Linked DNA regions of Rattus norvegicus: regions 1 and 3 are each linked to region 2. Evidence: chromatin contacts called from public Hi-C data. All regions are on one chromosome and are shown on one strand. The core of a region is the stretch at or near the end of the contact, and the rest is flanking DNA. Distances in the headings are between cores, read along the strand shown. Region 1 has its middle 120 kb from the start of Noct. Region 2 overlaps Slc7a11 (solute carrier family 7 member 11). Region 3 has its middle 72 kb from the start of Noct.

The links. A called contact is a pair of places that touch in the nucleus more often than the background predicts.
Region 1: a contact with region 2 is called in a Hi-C map of Schwann cells, with 2.9 times the contacts expected there. The contact joins two enhancer-like sites. A contact is called at or near these places in 5 of 12 Hi-C or Micro-C datasets (the A7r5 cell line, Schwann cells, frontal cortex and 2 more).
Region 3: a Hi-C map of the A7r5 cell line shows a contact between it and region 2, with 2.6 times the contacts expected there. The contact joins two enhancer-like sites. A contact is called at or near these places in 4 of 12 Hi-C or Micro-C datasets (the A7r5 cell line, Schwann cells, frontal cortex and 1 more).

What each region holds. Positions count from the first base shown.
Region 1 is chr2:137,298,758-137,303,371 of GRCr8, forward strand. No RefSeq gene overlaps it. Among named protein-coding and RNA genes, the nearest start is that of Noct, 120 kb to the right of the region's middle. Within about 2 kb of position 3,049, at least 18 of the 93 cell types and tissues checked have an H3K27ac peak or open chromatin away from gene starts, as enhancers often do.
Region 2 is chr2:136,609,963-136,614,016 of GRCr8, forward strand. It overlaps Slc7a11 (solute carrier family 7 member 11), which reads right to left. Exons shown (of 12, transcript NM_001107673.3): 7 at 3,183-3,306; 8 at 1,308-1,411; 9 at 416-512. Among named protein-coding and RNA genes, the nearest start is that of Slc7a11, 56 kb to the right of the region's middle. Within about 2 kb of position 1,954, at least 8 of the 93 cell types and tissues checked have an H3K27ac peak or open chromatin away from gene starts, as enhancers often do.
Region 3 is chr2:137,348,275-137,352,801 of GRCr8, forward strand. No RefSeq gene overlaps it. Among named protein-coding and RNA genes, the nearest start is that of Noct, 72 kb to the right of the region's middle. Within about 2 kb of position 2,992, at least 4 of the 93 cell types and tissues checked have an H3K27ac peak or open chromatin away from gene starts, as enhancers often do.

The sequences.
Region 1 (4,614 bases), core at 1,799-4,298, 690 kb after region 2:
AGAGATGGTTGAGAAGGTTAGAGCACTTGCTACTCTCAGACAAGACAGTGTTTGGTTCTCAACACCTACTTGACAGCTCACAGACACTCTAGTTCCAGGGGATCTCGTGGCCTCTTCTGATCTCCTCCAGACATACATGGAGATGAAATACTCATTTTAGGAGCAGTAAAAACCCAGAGTTAGTGAAGTCCTAAGTGAATGGGCACAGCCTTGTCAAGGACTTCACAGTCTTGGGCTCAGAAGGATGGCAAAGCCTTCCACGAGGGACCAAGTGCTCGTAATGACAGTGAGTTCACAACATGTCCAGCTCGGCTTTCTCCCTCTGGAGAGTTATGACCTAAAGACTGTTCCCCACAGAGACTGCTCCTACCGAGGCTAGCTAAACCTGCCTCCCTGATTCAGTTGTAGACCACGAATCCTTGTTTATCTGTACCTGGAAACCTGTTTCTTGTTCCTCTGTATGCAGTAACCCCAGCTCTCTATTCAACTCTATATAATAAACGTGTTAAGCTTCTAGGATGTTGTGATCTCTCTAACAGAGGTCCCAGTCCATCTTGCCCCAGCTTTCCTGTGTGCCCAGCTGTCTGTTTTTCCTTCATTCCTTTGCTATCCCAGTTAGGTTCAAATCCCTGGAGCCATGGTAGGATACAGCAACTCACACACAGAAAACAAAAATTATTAATAAATTGTAAAAATTAAAAATTATGAAAAGTAACTTGCCACAAGCTGGAGATGTGCCTAGTGGGTAAATTGCTTACTGTAGAAGCACAAGGACCTGAGTCTGGATACCTAGAACATATGTGTATGAGGTGTGATGCATATTCCTATGAGCCTGGTGCTAGGATACAGATAGACAGAAGGACTCCAGGGCTTCCTGGTCAGCCAGTCTAACCAGTTGATGAGCTCCAAGTTCAGTGAGAAACAATGTCTCCAGAGGTAAAGTGAAGAGCAACCAAAAACAGATAATACGAACCTTGGACCTACACACACACACACACACACACACACACACACACTGCTGGCCACATTCTTCTTCAAACAGCTTGTCTTGATTTCTTTGAAAAGCTCACTATTTGTATTTGTCCCCATTTGGGGAATGAAGTATGACGGTGATTATCCTAGTTGTTCCAATCACAACTCTTCGGGGCCTCTAGGTAGATCTCTCTGCATTTGGAAGCATCCACGCAGAACAAGCAGGCTTCAGAATACGACACCTCCACAACGTGGAAATGAACATGTTCTTGACATGCCAGGCTGGCAGCCAGGCCCATGCCATTCACTCACCAAGCAGGCAGTGACCCCACGGCATCGCAGACGGCATGCCAAGAGCCGGGCATGGCAGAGTGGAGGTGACATGCAGGACACCTGCCCTCCTGCTCCACTGCCAAGCAATCATTGCGAGGACTCAGCTGTGAGCCACCGCGGCAGACATGTCGAAGGAACCGTGACTCAGTCGCGAATTAAGTGTAGGGTATGCTAGGGGCTCTGTGACGGATTTTCTATTTTTCTAATCTCACATTTTGCAATTGATAAAGAGTTCACCGACCAGGTGCCAAAAAGCACATCGCAATGAGGACATTTTAGTGCTTTTATTGCATGACATGACTGATAAAAGGATTGATACTGAGAATAAACTGAGAGGTAGATAAATGAATGATACCATCCATCCATATATACAGGCATATATACATAGACAGATGGATGGATGGATGGATGGACGGACGGACAGATAGATTCTGCTGATAATGGTCCCTTTTTTTTTTTTTTTTTTTTTTTTTTTTTTTGGCATGGGCTCATACAGTCCAGGCTGTCCTCAATCTCAATACATAGCCAGAAATGACTTTGAACTCCTAATCCTCTTGCCTCTGACTCCTGGGTGCTTGTATTATAGGCTTGCTCATTTTAGCATTAATTTTAATGCTCATGAGTCCTATTTCTCAGGTAATACAAGAAAGAAGTTTAAAAGCAGGAGCAAAATAAAAATAAATGTAATTCTGTCCCACCAACACGTTACTGTCACACTCTCCAACAGGCAAATGTGTTTTAAATGAAAGATATTAGTCACTGGTTTCCCCTTAACATCCCTTCCAAGTGAAGGAGATTTTTGGTAAACTTGTCTTTCTAGCCTGCACACTCTGTCTCAGGCAATCAATGAGAAAACATTTTTTTGACAAGTCAAATGTCCATGATTAAGAGGAGAAACAGCCCTCTCTCTGCAGAATATATGACTTACTCCGGCTCAGTCCCTCAAGACATCAATCTGCATCTCACTGCAGACACAGGCCCGGTGTCTTGGTCAGTGCACACATTAAAGGCTCCGTCCTCTGCTACTTAAGAGAGAGATTTAACATTAGCTCATGTTAGATGTAAAGGAACAACCTTCTCCATTGAAAGAGAAATTTTATTTCTCGGAGAGAAAAAATACAGCATGCAGTCACTCCAGTGCATTATGAACCTGCTATTGCGTGTGGAATTTATGGTCGAGGTCTCTTCTCTTCCGCAAGGATTCTTCACCTCTAAAGGCAGAGAATTAAAGAGCGCAGAGCCACCAAAAAAGTTTCACGGACCTTTACTGCCATCTAGTGCTCAAAGTCTGTCATGCCTCGCCAATGGTTTCCTCTAGGAATTTGAAGAGATTGAGGCCCTGGCAGGGAAAGCTCAGAGAGTTCTAAATGAACTTGGCAGTAAACAGCGTTGGCCCACACAGAACTGTTGTGCCTGAAAACAGTGACCTGGATACATGACATTTCCACACTGGCTCCCATAGAGAGCTGCAACTGGATCTCATGGCTGCCCCTGCTTACTCATCCACTGGAAGCAAGCTGGTGTGTGTGTGTGTGTGTGTGTGTGTGTGTGTGTGTGTGTGTGTGTGTGTGTGTTGTACATACACAAGGAAAGCCTGAAAATGCCCCATGCTAAGAGCCCTACATGATCCCAAGCGGCACCATGAAGGGCTATATGCAAAACCACCCCCACATGACTTCTACATTTAGATCCTGATGCCAATATCCTCCACTAGGGCCTTCCTCGTCTATGCTCTCTCTGGCTTGAAGGCTTATAAACAGAAGCCAGATGTAGGCTGCATGAAAGTGCCATTATTAGGACTGTCCAGGGACACAACAGACAGCAGCTTCCGTGGTTGGTGGAATGTGACCTGGATCCTGCCGGCCTCACAGAGGCAGCATCTCTGTGTCCTCCCTTCCTCTGCAGCCCTACACATGCCAACGGGATAGGAACAAAGTGGTCAGAGGCTCGGGGACTTAATCTATGAACTTCCCTTCCTTCTCTACCAAACTCTGTTCTAGCTGATGTCGTTCTAAGAATCACATTTGAATGCTAGGTCCCAAACCTGTGGCACTGCAGAGAGGTGGTGTAAGTTATAAGGGGGGCCTGGTGGCAGGAAGTTAGGTCACTGGGAGCACACCCTTGCAGGTGCTATTAGGACCCTGTCCTCTCTCCTTCCTGTTTCCAGGCTGCTGTGAGGCAACCTGACCTTCTGTATCATGTGTTCCCACCATGGTACGGTATGAGACCACAAGCCAAAAGCAAAATGGTCATGGATGGAAACCATGACCGCAAATCAACCCTTTTTCTTAGACATTCTTTGTCTTCTTATACAATATCTAAGAGCTGGCTAACACTTCGGCCCTAAACTTTAAGGGGAAGATCAGATGGGAACAGTCCATGGTACCTCAATCTTTTGTATCTGTGAGGAAGAGAGTTGGAGATGAGGAGAAAGCGTTGTTGGCATTGCAAGGTTCAGAACATCCAGGATACAAAGTTCAAGCCACGGGTGTCAGAGATGCTCTCAAGATCAGGCCAGTGGCTGAGTGTGGTCATACCTCCACCACGTCCTTCGACCCAAAGTCCGTGTGTTCAGCAATCATGGTTCTCTGCCATAGTTATGCTTATTGCTCTGTTTTAACCACTTTTAGTTATGTTCTAATATAGTAGAGAATATGAAAGTAAAAGGTCGGTGGGATGCATATTCACTTCTATGATCCCCATCTATTTCATCTCCTGACAGAATGTATGCCTCCTCATCAGAAGAACCAGGGTCCTTTCTTCACCCTGTCCTGAAAAGCAGGACTACTAAAGGGCGTGCCTCACTGGGCTGCTGTCAGAATGAAGATGTTGCCAGATGTAGAATTCTCCCGAGCGCACTAAGTGCTCTCAAGGTTAGCTGTTACTAAGGCTTGGGGCACAAACGGAGCTGGGGGAGCCAGGGGTGCCTTGCTCTCTAAAATCTTTCTGTGCTTGAGTGCGTATGTTTGCTTTCAAAACCAGCCATGTCTCCTTTCTCCAACTTTAAACTCCTTAAGAAGATACAGTGTTAAGAGAACTGCCAAGTGACTCCTACCAGGGCTGGGTCTATTGATATTGTTTAGCTAAATGGATAGATTATCGAACTGCCTTCTAACCTCATATCTCCATGCCCATAATTACTGCAGCTCCCAGGCCTCGTCAGAGGAGTTTATTTGTGAAGTGGACAACAGTTAATGAAGAAGTTCACAACTCATCAAAGGCACAAATGGGACATCTATCACAGAGACAGACAGACAGACAGACAGACAGATGACAGACACAGAGACACAGACTCAGGGACCAGCACAG
Region 2 (4,054 bases), core at 704-3,203:
CTTATCTATGCTTTAAATTACGTTGTATGAGAGGGACCAGGAGAGGGCCACAGATCATTTTTGCACAGTCTGCTTTCAGCTGAACTCTGAGACCAGAATTTAGATTGTATCCTTGCGGTTTTTCCTTTTCTTTCCTTTGAGGCTCTCCGCCAAGGAGAGAAACCATAGCCTTCATTTCCCTTCATACCTTACAAATTTCTGCAAAGGTGAAGCAGAAGTGAGGTGGGTCATATCCCAGGGCATCCGGTACACATCAAAAGCACGGAGTCAAAGCAAGCCAAGGCAAACATCTCTGGCCTCCCAAACACGACACACTGAGCACCAACCCAGTGGTGAATCAGGATGTCTGTTCCATCCCCTCCTTCCTAACCATTGTGTGAGGTTATATCTGCATGTCCTTGTTAATATGCATTACCAAAACAATAACAGCTGGCAGAGGAGTGTGCTTGTGGACGTGAATCATGGAGAGGATTTCCGGAAGGTGCCCTTCTCGAGATGCAACATAGAATAACCTGCAGGGAGAAGAAGGGTGAAGTTGACTACAGAATCAATCATTCAAATGGAGCAGTTCTTAAATCCCCAAAGCAACATGGATGCATCGTCCTCATGCTAGGCGTCTTGGCATTTCTCCTCTGGTCATTTGGGTTGTGCTTTGAAGACAAGGGGAAGATCTCATCCTAAGTCTCATTTCAGGACCTACAGAGTCTGGGAAATACCTTATATTGCTCTGAGGAAAAACAATAGAAATATTGCACTGAGTAGAGTTCTTCTTATATAGGAGTAGCTGGTGGCAAATTCAGTGCTAGATTGCTAGTGTCAGTCCAAAGTAGCACACATGCATTGCACATGTACACATATGTACATGCATGCAATGTTAACCTCTCTCTAAATTGTAACATAAATAGGCAAAAAAAGATTTTGGTACCAACGAACTAAGAAAAAGGGTTACAGATGGCAGGGTGGTGATTTCTGCTTTCGACTTTACTGTTTTCCGTGGCACCTTCACAAAAACAAAAGACTTTATCGCTAGAAATAAAGGCCATTATAAAACCCTGAAGACAGACTCTTCAAAAAAAAAAAAAAAAAAAAATGCAGCATGCCCTGCTCAGAGTGGGCTATGTGTAGACACGCAGCGCCCTCTACTGGACAGAATGAAACATGCTTCACCGGAATCTACTAGGAACTCGCATATCCCTTTAAAAACAACAGGTTCGGAGGAACTATTGCTTTTCTCTTTAAAAGTTATCCTTATCACATCCAATCTCTAAAACAGAAATGTGTTTCTGAAAATACATGAACTCGCTCACCTGGAGACAGCAAACACACCACCGTTCATGGAGCCGAAGCAGGAGAGGGCAACAAAGATCGGGACTGCTAATGAGAATTTTCCCAGCAGCCGCTCAGAGAAGGTCTGAGGAAGGAAAGAACGGAGCAAATTAATGCTTTCCCCGAAAGTGGAATAAAATGAAACAATTTAGGCCAAACTTGCTCTTTGACTTTCCATTAGCCTGGTGCTACGTGAATGTTTTATAATCCTTCTTTTTCGTTAGGGTCAAACTGACTCCCAAGACAATCATCAGAAGCGGGCACCATGGCATTGCTGTCTCAGACCTGTGGGCAAAGGTCTAAACAGTCGCCTTCTCTGTCCCTCCAAAGCAACGAGCCGTTTACAGACTCTTTATCAACTATCGCCTCTGGTAAGAGGAAGGGGCTTAGATAGGAAATTCTACTTTAAGGACAGAAATTGCTCTGCACAATCCCAAAAAGCCACCTTTGTATGAGGAGCACTAGACGTACACTCGTGAGTGTGACAGGTACTGGCCCACCTTGATGCTGGAGGATAAATCAGAACAATAGACAAGTTGACTATTTCATCATATGAGTGAGCCAGTCTGAAGGTTCTTTACCCGAGTCAGACCAGACCAGCTGAACCAGTTTATGGAGTCAGCCCTCCCCGACCCTAGGAGGCTGTCATTTCCTACCAGGGTTTCCTGTAAAATGCTAGAACACAACTCCAATCCTGACAAGTGACACAAAGCATAAACAAATGGTAGACAAAGTTCTAAGATTTTCTCCTAGGCACTCCTGCACATTTGTATAAAGGATGCTTTTTTTTTTTTTTTTTTTTTTGGTTATTACAGGATTTTTTTCTTCCCATTGTCCTTGATGCAGCTGGTGCTATGCAATTAACAGACCCCATTATGCTCTCCACAAATTAGGGCTGCCCTTTGCCTAGAAACGTGAGGCAACCGACCAGACACCCGGAAGCTTTGTACATTTCAAGGCAGTGGACAAAGCCCTTTTCATACTGTGACCTCAGATACAGGTTCGCACCACAGGAGGTAGCCATTCTCCGTGGGTGTTGCTGATAGGAAGTGATACTGTGTTAAAAGGAATTGTGTTTGGTGGATGGGAGTGTCTCTGGGTGTTTTTAAGTTTTCACCTTCCTGGCTTCCAGTTAATGAGTGCATTCTTTCTTCCCAGTTAAAATGTCTGAGCAAACACGAGTGAAAAGAAAAAGCAGTCTCATAACATGATCTTTGGACACGAATATAGTTCCAGTGTGAAATAATTTTGTGGAAAATCTTTGGAATTAGGGGGTTACAATGCACAGTCATCTCCAAGTGTTGCTGGAACATCTCTTTGTAACATCTCTTTAACATTTAATTGCCTACCTGTTCCCAAATTTATAAAAACCACCACAACACCACTATTCCAAGTCATGCTACAAATGGATGAATAGACATGGTCCTCCTGAAATTTCTAGAAAAATAATTTGGGGAGAGGATTCAAGTCAACATTTGAAAAGTTGATAACCAGAAATGAGAAGAGTGGATTATACTTTGCATATCAAAACTTGCCTTGATTTGCATTCAGAAACTCCGCCTGTCCTTAGAAACATGTTGGGAAAATACTCCCTCCTTGTAGGAAAGCCTTTTTAGGCAGCTTTATATAAAAATGCCTTTTAGGAGAATTAAAAAAAAAATAACAAAGAGCTCTCAGGGTAGAGTTAGCAGAATCTAAGTAGGGTACACTTTAAATCTTCAAAATATTATCATTCAGGTCAAGAAAAGATGACTAACTTCAAAACACTTTCTCCTGTAGGGAGCCATGATAAAGCAGAGTCCATCCTCGACTCATTAGCCTAAATTCTAACTGTGGGAACTGTAATGTTGACTTACCACCGCCACAGCGCTGGACTGCAACAGCTCCTCGGCGCTAATGGTTGTAAAATAGGCCACATTTGTCAGGACATAGCCAACTGTGATGATGGCCATAGAGATGCAGATTGCAAGGGGGATGGTTCTGAAATACACAAAGACATCGGGTCTGGGTCATCTCTCACATTTTCTGCTACCAAAGAATACAGAAGACTAGTTCCAGGGACTGATGTTGGCATATGGAAGAAAGAACATTTTATCAGAACAAAGTACCTTTGCAATATAATGAGATCCATGGGGGTAGGCATTCTGTATAACTTGTCTATTGCTCTATCCCCAAATATATAGGTCTACCCCATTCTTTACCCCATGAATGTTACTGCACTGCCGTGCTTTCCTCGAAATCACCAGGGAAGGCTTGTTAAAGCACGGGCCACTGAGCCCATCCCTGGGTTTCTGATTTAATGAGATCAGCACCTCTCCTGTGCCCCCATGTGATCCTGATGCTGTTGACCCGAGGACCACACGCCTTTCCACCATGAATCCACCACGCCGGCTGGACAGCTTTTTAAAGGGAGCCCTCCAAAGCATCTTTCGCACTCAGGGTTTTCCCGTGGGGCGGCTTGTGGTGCAAACAAATGAGCGCAGAGTTTTGGAGGCAGGAGGGTGGTGGGCTGTATCTGCCTTCGTAAAACGGCGACGGTAATAAGAATTGTGTACGTAAGAGAAGCGTTCACAGTAATGGCTGTGCATGGCCCTGCTGTGAGTTCAAAGGACTCTCAAGATAGCGACCATCTAATAAAGCAGCCGTGCAGATAATCCCATGAAATTAGAGGTGACATGCTGTGAAGTATGAACAACTGGACAGTGCTGACACTGTGCGGCCTCAAGAA
Region 3 (4,527 bases), core at 1,742-4,241, 740 kb after region 2:
AAGTCTGCACAGCGTCACTGGGACTGTCAGCCTCTAAAACTAAGCTAACCAGACCTCTTCTTCATACATGCCTTTTCTCAGTATTTTCTTATGGTGACAAAAACAAAAGTACCACACTTCCAACAGCCCTATTTATAAATATTACCGGGGGCATGAGGAGCTCAACACAGTGCTTTTGGGGAGACACGGACATCCAGTCTGTGCCCTCAATGTAAGTGCAATGATGCTTACAGTCTACCCAGGCATCTATGACAAAGTTACAGACAAGGCAGCTTAAGCAAAAGAAAGCATTTCTCTTACAGCTCTGGGGGCCGGTAGCCCAAGAACAAACTGATTTCGCCCTACCTCGCAGATGGCTACGTTCAGATAGAAAAATCCCTTTTTTCACATCTAGCATCTATTCCTCACCTTAAAATAGTAGCAAATAGTAGTCGTATAAGTGATGGCAGCACAGGCCTTTAATCCCAGCCCTCTGAGGGCAAAAGAGGGTGGATCTCTGAGTTTGAGGCCAGCCTGGTCTACAGAGCAAGTTCCAGGACAGCCAGGTTTGTATTAGAAAAAAGAAATTGGATGATGGCCCACTGAGGGTTGGGTATGATGCCTGTAACACAGGTCAGGAAGATCATGAGTCTAAGACTAGTAGTCTAGGCCACATAATGGATTCAAGACCAGCCTGGGCCTAGTGAGTTCCAAGCCAACATGGGCTACTGATACTGAATAAGTCCTTGATTCAAAAACTCCAGAAGAGAGGGATGAAGGTGCCCAGCTGAGGCGGACTCAGGCACCATTCTTAGGCCTAACCTTAATTACCCCCTTAATGGCCTATTTGGGGGATGAAGGCCAGAGATTGAGCCTCTAGAGTCTCAATTCTTCTATCACGGTACACCCAGCCTGTGTTTAAATACTGTCACAGGGCCCCCGGGCAGTGTCGGCCCACACCTTTAATCCCAGCACTCAGGAGATAGAGGCGGGCGTCTTCGTGAGTTCTATGAGGCCAGACTAGTCTATAGAGTGAGTTCCAGGGCAGCCACAGCTACACAGAGAAACCCTGTCTTGGGGATCAGGGGTTGGGGTGGAGGCAATAAACTTTATGGACTGGAGAGACGTCTCAGTGATGAAGAGCACTGGTTGCCCTTCCAGAGGACCCAGGTTCAATTCCCAGCACCCACAAGGAAGCTGACGACAGTCTGTAACTCCAGTTCCAGGGATCTGACACCCTCACACCTGTTCACACACAATTTTTTTTTTCCGGAGCTGGGAACCGAACCCAGGGCCTTGTGCTTGCTAGGCAAGCGCTCTACCACTGAGCTAAATCCCCAACCCCCACACAATTTTTTTTAATGCTGCTGCACTGGCAGTTAGAGGCTTCGACGTACAGATTCTGAGAGACAGTTCAATCCCTAACAGTGACATGCCTTCACCGGATACAGCGACATCGCCAGGCAGCAAGACACCGTGAGCACAGGGGGCCTTTCTCATTTGCCTGTTTCCTGTCATACCTGCTATCACTGGAGGCTTTTATCCCGAGTGCGTTCACAGGGCCTGCATATGCATGTGTATCTGTGTGTGGTACAAGCTCCGAGGCCTTGTAGCAGAGATGATCTATCCCCGCTGAAGAGAAATGACAGTGAGAATGAGAAGAAGGAGCCAATTTGTCACTTAATGCAAGGCCTGATTGTGCTGCGGCAGGAGCCTCACACTGGGATTGATTACAAACAAGATGACATTTCCCTGTGGGCCGCCTCACGCATTATTATAAATAAATACCACTCACTTTAGCATCTGCATGGCCATCGATCGAGAATGCATTCTGCTCTCGGTGCCTTGGGTTCACAGTAAATATCCCAGGGACCACAACGGCCTTTCTTCAATGTGTAGGAGGAACGTTGCTTCCCGGGAGACAGTTTCATAAAGTGGGGGCTGTCACTCAAGTCCGTGAGAAAGGAAAACGCACGCAGAGTTGAACTGACCCTGGGAGTTCATTTCCAAGAAACCTTCGCCTTCAGCTGTGGTGGGGACTTTCTTCCAAAGGCTCTGGCAGATGGACAAGGGCCTGGGCACACGTGAGCCCAACTCTCACGAGGACCCCTGGGCTCCACAGTGAGAGCTTGCCTCTAAGGAGAGAAGAACATACAGCCTATAGCCCCTCAGCTGTCTGGGGGCCGTTTGGGTTTGTTTGGGTTTTTTTTTTAATTATTATCATTTTTTATATTTCACACCAGCCCAAGAGAATCAGTTATTTTCTGGGAGTGTTTCCTGGGGAAAAAAAATCACAGCAGGATTTTCAAGATGGAAATAAATCTGTTAAATTTCGAATATCTCTTTGCCCTTGCCCTGACTGCTCCAAATCTGTCATCTTATGAGTTTCAAATAAATAAGTTATTTTAACCAACAAAATATAGAGTGACTGTTTTCTATTTATTTCTTGACGCTTTGCTTCGGTGCAAGGGTGAATTTGATCTGCCTGCGGAAATTTTTTTTTCATTTCAGTATCTATCCACTCATTTTCTATCTTCCCCTCCACCTCCTCTTGATGCTCTCCCATCAACTTCTCAATCTTTCCCTCCTACATAAACCGAGGAGTTTGGCATCTATCTGTTTCAGGCGTGACGTGAGTGCCCCCTGCTGTCAAGGATGGTGAACAGCATCGCAGCCAGGCAGGTTCAGACCAATCCCTCAGACGGAGAAAAAAACTACATCCCTGGGCAAACACTGGTAGGTTGTTAAAATGAATAATTTATTAAATCGCGATTGTTTATTGACATCCCTTTCATTATTTACTTCTCAGTTATTAAACATACTCGTGGAGTGCCTGGGTGTTAGCCCTTGGCCCACTCCAAGCCTTTTTCCCAGGCAGGGATGGAGCCAACCCCTTGATTCTCTCTATCCAAGACATTTTCGATCTCTTTTGTCAGGTCGGGGTCAAACTACAGTTGTTCCATGATGACTTTATCAATTCTCAGTTGATAGACTCTAAATGAAAAACTGCCCGCTGCTGCCTCGCCGCCACTTAAGAAGGGGGTTATCTATGTAATGTTCTGTCAATCGGGCAGGGTCTGCGGCAGACACAGCGAGTCAAGTGAAACGGGAGGAAAAGATGCTTTTAATGTTTTTATTAGTCTTTGTCCCCCACATCAAAGACTAAGCTGACAGGCATTCTGGACTCTCCTTCCAAATCAAAAAGATAAGGGAAGGAATGCATGCACGCACGATCCTGAAGGAAGTCAGCAATACGCGTCTTATGTAATTATACCAGTCAGCCCTCACCCCGAGGTGGGTCAAGGTCAAAAGCACCAGGCTCCAGTAGGGGGCGCACATCCCAAAAAGAAAACCTCTAACCCCAGCCTTGAAGATATGTGTTAATCTGCACCTGGGAGCCCTGGCCTTTTTTTTTTTTTTTTTTTTTTTAAGATTTATTCATTTATTATATATAAGTACACTGCAGCTGTCTTCGGATACACCAGAAGAGGGCATCGGATCTCTTTACAGATGGTTGTGAGCCACCATGTGGTTGCTGGGAATTGAACTCAGGACCTCTGGAAGAGTAGTCGGGTGCTCTTAACCACTGAGCCGTCTCTCCAGCCCGAGCCCTGGCTTTTAAAGGACAAGCTCACGTTTCCTTATGGTTTGTTTTCATACAATATATTCTGATACTACTTTCCCCCTCTCCCAACTCCTCCTCATTTTTAACCATGCAGGAGTTCACAAAGGTGTGTGTTTGTGTAGTGCCCCCCCCATAAACAAATAGATAATAAATAAATAGTCAAGGCAAAAAACAAAGCAGAAGTTAACAAATGTCACTATAAAACCCCAAATTTTAACACAAAGAAGATGAGTGAGAAGGTTCAGTGGGTCAAAGTGTTTGCCCTGCTTGCTTCAAGATACCACAGTGAAAGGAGCAAGTGAGCCTCGCTGACTTTCACAGGCAAACCCACATCCCCTCACACTCTATTAACAATGAAGAATTTTTTTAAAAAAAAGAAAAGAGAAAGTCTAGTTGATCATGATTGGTACTGGAGCTACATATAAACATGTCTCTCCCCTTTCCCCTTCTCTCCCCTTCCCCCCTCTCCTCTCCTCTCTCTCTCTCTCTCTCTCTCTCTCTCTCTTTCTCTCTCTCTCTCTCTTTCTCTCTCTCTCTCTCTCTCTCTCTCTCCACACACACACACACATACACACACACACACACACACACACACACACACACACACATAAGTCAATTAATTCATTTTCCAATAACTCATTAGAAATCTTCATTGGGTGGGAAATATTATATTATCAGATGTTGTTAAAAACAAAAAATTAACAATAAACAATGTTAGAAATATCAAATTAAATATGACTTTCAAGTGAGACTAACACCCTGACATTTCTTCCCACAGCTCTGAGTATTTGAAGGCTCTACACTCAGAAAGCACAGGGAAGACGCAGAACATATGTTCAGCCTGCAGTCCTCCTGCTACATGCACCTCTGATGGCTAGGAACAGAGCCCAACATCGTAGGACTGTATCCCATGTCACAATGTT